Linked DNA regions of Xenopus tropicalis: region 2 is linked to region 1. Evidence: chromatin contacts called from public Hi-C data. All regions are on one chromosome and are shown on one strand. The core of a region is the stretch at or near the end of the contact, and the rest is flanking DNA. Distances in the headings are between cores, read along the strand shown. Region 1 holds the start of lef1 (lymphoid enhancer binding factor 1). Region 2 has its middle 62 kb from the start of lef1.

Region 1 (2,928 bases), core at 293-2,792:
ATCACTTGCCTATCCATCAAGCCATCATGTACAGGTTTAAAGCCCACTTCTGCAAAGAACAATAAAACACTTTCATTTCTTTTTAACATTATTGGGTGGATTACATTATAGATACAAACACTATAAATCATTAAAAACTAAAATGACTTTAAAATAAATATCCATACATATGTATCTGACACCTTTAAATGTGAGTAAATTATGTTATATTAGTAGTATTAGCATAAAATTCAAATTCAAGTATTTTCTCATTTTAATAGGAAGCAAGTGATATTTACTAATTCTTGTAAACCGTAGCCCATCTATATGTTTCCCTGCTGCTAAAAATGTGAAAAGATCAAAAGATACAAAGAATGCCTTTTGTGTTTGTCTTAGGCACTTTTGTGTGCTGAATTTGTGCAGTTGGTCCAAGTGAAGAGGGTTCAATAAATATACTCACTAGCAGATCCCAGGTGTCTTTTCCATTATATAACCAGGCTCCTTCTTCTCTCCTTGTTTTTCTGTGGATCTTTACCCGGTACTCAGGAAGGTTTTCTCTTTCCCATCTATATCCATCATTCAGATGGGGTCTGTATGGTGTTATTTCTGTTTGATCTCAGCTTTTCCTCACATAAGCTCTCCTGCTGCATGCCTCTGGGGTGTCGGGATATTATAGCAGGGATATGACAATAACACCCATTGCATATAGTATATTATATATGGGTTCTTTTATTTTTATATACATATATATATATATACATACATTCATACACAAAGTATTTATACACACACATATATGTATTCTCCTTCAAAATGGCTGTCCTCTCAGCTGTTGCTGAACTACAGTTCTCAGCATCCTTTAAAAGGATGTTGGTAGTTAACAAGAAACTAAAAGTCCCAAAGGGAACACACCTATACAGCATTTTTTTCCCATATGGGTTTTCTTTACCTTAAATCAAACTATTACTACCTTCAGTACTTTATTTCTGAGGTCATAAATCTTTTATGTAAAAAGAAAGAAAACCTAATTTTATACAGAATTCTGACAATGCTAAATGATTTATTATTATCACTGATGTTAGCAGAGACAGGAAAGGAAATAATCTGGTTAGTAATTGTACCCCCAGTTGATGTTTAGTTGCACTTACCCCCACCCCTCCCTTTTAAACTCCAGAACAAAAAGAAATCTTTTTCTCTTCCCCTTGACAAGTACACCTGCCCTACTTATTAGGGCTTTCCACTCTGTTTTTGTTAATTGCTATTATTAGGATTATTTCATTTTGGACTATTTGCCTCCCCCTCTCTCCCTTCCCCTCCTGCCCCTTCATTTACAGAGTTGCAGTGTGTGTGTGTGTGTGAGTCTGTTTCCCTCCTCTATCAGCAAGCTGTCAATCACCGCGGCGGCTCTCTTTCATCTCTTTCCACCGCCTCCTCCCCTCCAGCAGACAGAAAGAGGGAGGGAGGGGTGGAAGGAGAGACAGAAAGAGGGGGGCACAGGAGGAGGGGGATGTTAAAGTTACATTACACAAACACACACTGCGTGCCCCTTCATTGAGAGCAAGGGACGGCAATGTGCCTCTTGCAGTCACTGAGGTAGGACAAGACTTTTGGGAGAGTTTTACGTGGTGTGAAGAAAGGAGATTAACTTGTCCCCCCCTCCCCAGGATTTTCTCAGAGGTGATTTTCTCAAAGTGACGCTAAACAGAAGAAGGTAGGATCGCTGGCAAAAGGTACATTCCACGGGGGGTTTGTGGACAGGTCCCTTTGCAGAGGATATGCAGCGCTTTGCTTGTCCTCCCTCTGTACCCGGTACAGACCGCAGTTTTACCTGAGGGTCCAGAGGAGGAGTTCAGTCCGCTCCTTGCCAAAAGCTCACGGCGCTCTCCAAACTTTGCTCTTACTTGCATTGAGCTGACTGGCAGTGCTAGCAGGACAAAGCCAGGCTGGCTGGGGTGTGTGGGCACCGCACAGAGAGTGGCTAGTTTACCTCGCTTATTTAAATGAAGACATCCTTTCTGGGTTAGTCATCTCTGAGTCACTGACTGCATAAAGCAAAAAACGTAATTTGCAGTTAGTCAGAACCATAACAAACACTGCAGTTTCTCACTGCTCCTCGTGTGACTGCACACACTCGCCTGAATGGGAGCAGAATGAGATAAAAGCCCATCAGCTGTGGGTGGTTTTGGATACTGGTGACTACAGTAGCCCCCCTGGACCAGGGGAGACAGGATTGGAGCCCTTGGAGCAGAGCAGAGACACACTGGGACTTGCAGCCTTGGGAGACAGGGGTGAACTTTTTACAAGCAAAAGTGTCTTCTTATCAAGATTTGTGACTTTATTTTGCTGATTTGGGGGCAAAAGTGTCCAGCCAGTGCCATCAGTTTTGGCATTTTGACCTTGGATCATTGGGTGTGGAAATTTTGGGAAGGGAACCTTTGAATTGGGTTTTGGTTTTTTTTTGCTGGTGTTTGATTTCTGACCTGTAACACAGAAGTCCTGATCTGGAGCCATGCCTCAGCTCTCTGGAGCAGGGGGGGGCAATGGGGGTGGGGGAGATCCTGAGCTGTGTGCCACAGATGAGATGATCCCCTTTAAAGATGAAGGGGATCCCCAAAAGGAGAAGATCTACGCTGAGATCAGCAACCCGGAGGAGGAGGGAGACCTCGCAGATATCAAGTCATCTCTGGTCAATGAGACTGAGATTATCCCCAGTAGCAACAGTCACGAGGTAAGCAATGGAATTCATTTATAGCGGTAATCGTCTGTGTTTATAACTAAGAACACAGTTTGGATTTTTGTTTTTGCAACACAATCCACAACTTCTTCAACTGTTTCCTTTTAAAGTCACATCAACATTGCAAAATGATATAGCTCACATATGATTCCATGTGCTGCCTTTCAAAAAACAAAAAACTTTTTATCATCCAGTTTGTCACATTTAATGGGATA
Region 2 (2,928 bases), core at 134-2,633, 62 kb before region 1:
GTCGACTCACCGATCGGCCAGGTCAAAAGATTTTGATCGGGCGCCATAGAAGGCGCCTGAGCAAAATCTGCCATCAGGGCTGAATCGGCAGAAGGAGGTAGAAATCCTATTGTTTCTACCTCCTTATCTGCCGTTTCAGCCCTGAATGTTATTGGCGGGTCTGACGATCTTTCGTGCGACCGCAGATCGCCACGTGTGTGGCCACCTTAACACTGCAGTGAAATAGTTGGCCACATTAGACAAGGCAATGCTAGGCCATTTTCTGACTTTGCTCTATGCTTTATTAACAATTGTACCTATTATTTGTAATTATAAAAAATAGAGGAAAAGTCAGAAAATGGCATGGCATGAATGTAAATAGAAAGAGAAAAGTGCTCTACCAATGTTTTGCCAACAAGAAGCATATAAATGTACAAAATAAGTAAGGCACATCACACTGAGGGTTAGCTGGCATTTTGCTTCCACAAACTAAGGAATTATGTGATAAAAGTGAGCTTCTGTTTATAACCACAAGAGGTGCTTTTGTGCTAAAGGTAATGTAGAATGCCTCAGGTCAGACCAACAATATGGAAGCTGCCATTCATGTATACAAATGCAAATCACTATGGAACAAATGTTCTGCACCACAAGTAATTATCTCCTCAGATTTTACAGTCTATGTTAGAGGAAACAAATGGTGAATAAACATCACTTACAACAAAGTATGCTTTCTTTTAACATCCAAACATAGGGACACATGAAAACAGGAGCAAAAATATAAGTGGAACAAAGGGATTTTTATGACTTGCCATTCTTTAGTTAAGTGAAATGCCATACTAATTGACAAAACAGTAACATCCAAAGTAAGCCTGGAACCTATTCAATATAAGAGAAATTTTAGCTGGCAGCTATGGTAATTCCATATACCTTATTGTTTGGGATTTAAAATGAAACTAATAAAATTGCTAAAAAATAGTTATGAATGCTAAACCTGGTTTTCCCAATTTAAATTTTCAATTTATATATATATACTGTATTATATGGTAACATTTTAAAAACAGGCAACAAGCTAAAAAATCATTACAGGGGTTAAGGCTGACATCACAAGCTATGTTTCCTGAACAACCAGAAAATCCATTCTACTATATGTAACAAAAGTCAACTAAGTGAATGCGTTCCCGCTGCATTTTATTATGTCCTTCTAAATGTAGCTGTTGGTAGTAAATTAGTCAACTTTACGCCATTCATGTCTTCATAATAACCCACAATATAACATTACCCAAATATGCAGCGTGTAATCAACAATCAATAAATGCCATTATTCGCATACCTCCTATAGAGACAGGAGTGAAGCTGTCTCTGTTTGGTGATGGTTGCTTAAAGACAGTAATACTGGTATGCTACTGAGAGCAATTAGTGGCCTTTCCACCCCTCCTTTGGAGTGTCTTTTTTATTAACTGTGACTAATGTGACTCTCATACACACACCCTATATATTTGGCTGCTTAAGGCTAGGCCCGAAATGTCACCAACAACATTCCTAAAGTTTACTGCTGTTTAATGTCCAAAAGACCACTGTCATAATAAGAGGAGTATAAGACTACACTGTCTGTATTTTATGAAAAACAAGTACTTGTCTCAATATGATTCAGTAGCAATATATTTCAGTTAGGCCCTAAATATTTATACTACATATATACACAGTTTATAAAATCAAAGTTATATTAATAGAAAACACAATATTACTCCAACATTTTTATTCATTGTGTTTTGCAAACTGTTGTATCAACATGCAGCTACATTGCACATCTTCCCTTTTGAATCTCCTCCACTTCAGAACTGGTAGACATTTTTCTGCAGGATTTATAGTAGAGTGTATAATGCTTCATTGTATATTTGCCGAAATACATCACTTCTGGTGCACAGAAGGCTTCAGTTGTTCAGCAATGCGACTGCCGTGATCAGTGACGGACATATTATAAATATGCTATTGCACTCTGCCCTCAAGGAAATCAATCATCAAATGTATTATTATTTATTGCACTATATCCCACTATTTGTTGCAATATTTCCCACTGCAAAAAAGAAATGATTACTTGCATCTCAATTTTCAAAAAATTTGCCTTTTCATAGAACTTACAGCCGTATTAAAATTTTGTGAAATAATAGGAATATGTATAAATGATTCAATAGAAAATAAATATATGCTTTAAAGGGCAGGATAAAGCCTGAAACATTGCCTTTAAATGTAACCTAGTAAATCACCTTTTCACCTTTGCAACAAGGAGTGCTGCAGCATTGTTTCTACTACTGTTTAATTCAGTTGGCAGATAAGCTAGAAAAACCACCACTGCCACCACATCCCATGGGAAGTGCTTTATACTACATGTAGCTTTCAGCCTGGCCTGATCTTACTGCCCCTAGATTAGGCCAATGGGATAGGGTACAATTCTGGGAATTGTGTGCCTGACCCTTTAATTGCTTGCAAGTATTGCTCTGTATCGATTTCAAGGGCTATTGCTTCGACCTTTGGGGTCACTCACAGTTTAGGCAATTGACGACCAGTAAAATGGCAGGCAGCGGGTTTAAGTGATTGCCACTAAAATCAAAAAGCAATGATTCAGGGGAAAGGGGGGGTTGTCACCCACTCAGGGAGCTTATAAAAGCTTTGGCTGTAAAACACTTATATCGTATCATCTGCCATTGTTCTTAAAAGAATGTTTGCTGATGGTGGCACTGATGGATGCATCCTATCTCAACAGATATCATTAGGCAATTTTTTCAAATGAACATTTTATACTTTTTTAAGATGTTACGCATAATTTGTTACACCTTTTTCTGAGAGATCATGCACTTTCTTAATTAGTATCCCTGCTTTCCTCTGATTTGCTTCCTTTGCTTGTATTTTTATTTCTAACTAAAAAGCTAAACATTGCATCTACAAATGACC

The links. Hi-C and Micro-C count contacts between places; a contact is called where the count stands out from the background.
Region 2: a contact with region 1 is called in a Hi-C map of neurula embryo, with 2.1 times the contacts expected there. The contact joins the enhancer-like site here to the promoter of lef1 in region 1. A contact is called at or near these places in 2 of 5 Hi-C or Micro-C datasets (neurula embryo and tailbud embryo).

Annotation. Positions count from the first base shown.
Region 1 is chr1:67,039,547-67,042,474 of UCB_Xtro_10.0, reverse strand. lef1 (lymphoid enhancer binding factor 1) reads left to right here and starts at 1,542. Exons shown (of 10, transcript NM_001243834.1): 1 at 1,542-2,707. The coding sequence starts at 2,489.
Region 2 is chr1:67,101,331-67,104,258 of UCB_Xtro_10.0, reverse strand. No RefSeq gene overlaps it. Among named protein-coding and RNA genes, the nearest start is that of lef1, 62 kb to the right of the region's middle. Within about 2 kb of position 1,383, at least 2 of the 11 cell types and tissues checked have an H3K27ac peak or open chromatin away from gene starts, as enhancers often do. A contact at or near this core is called in neurula embryo, where this site is marked.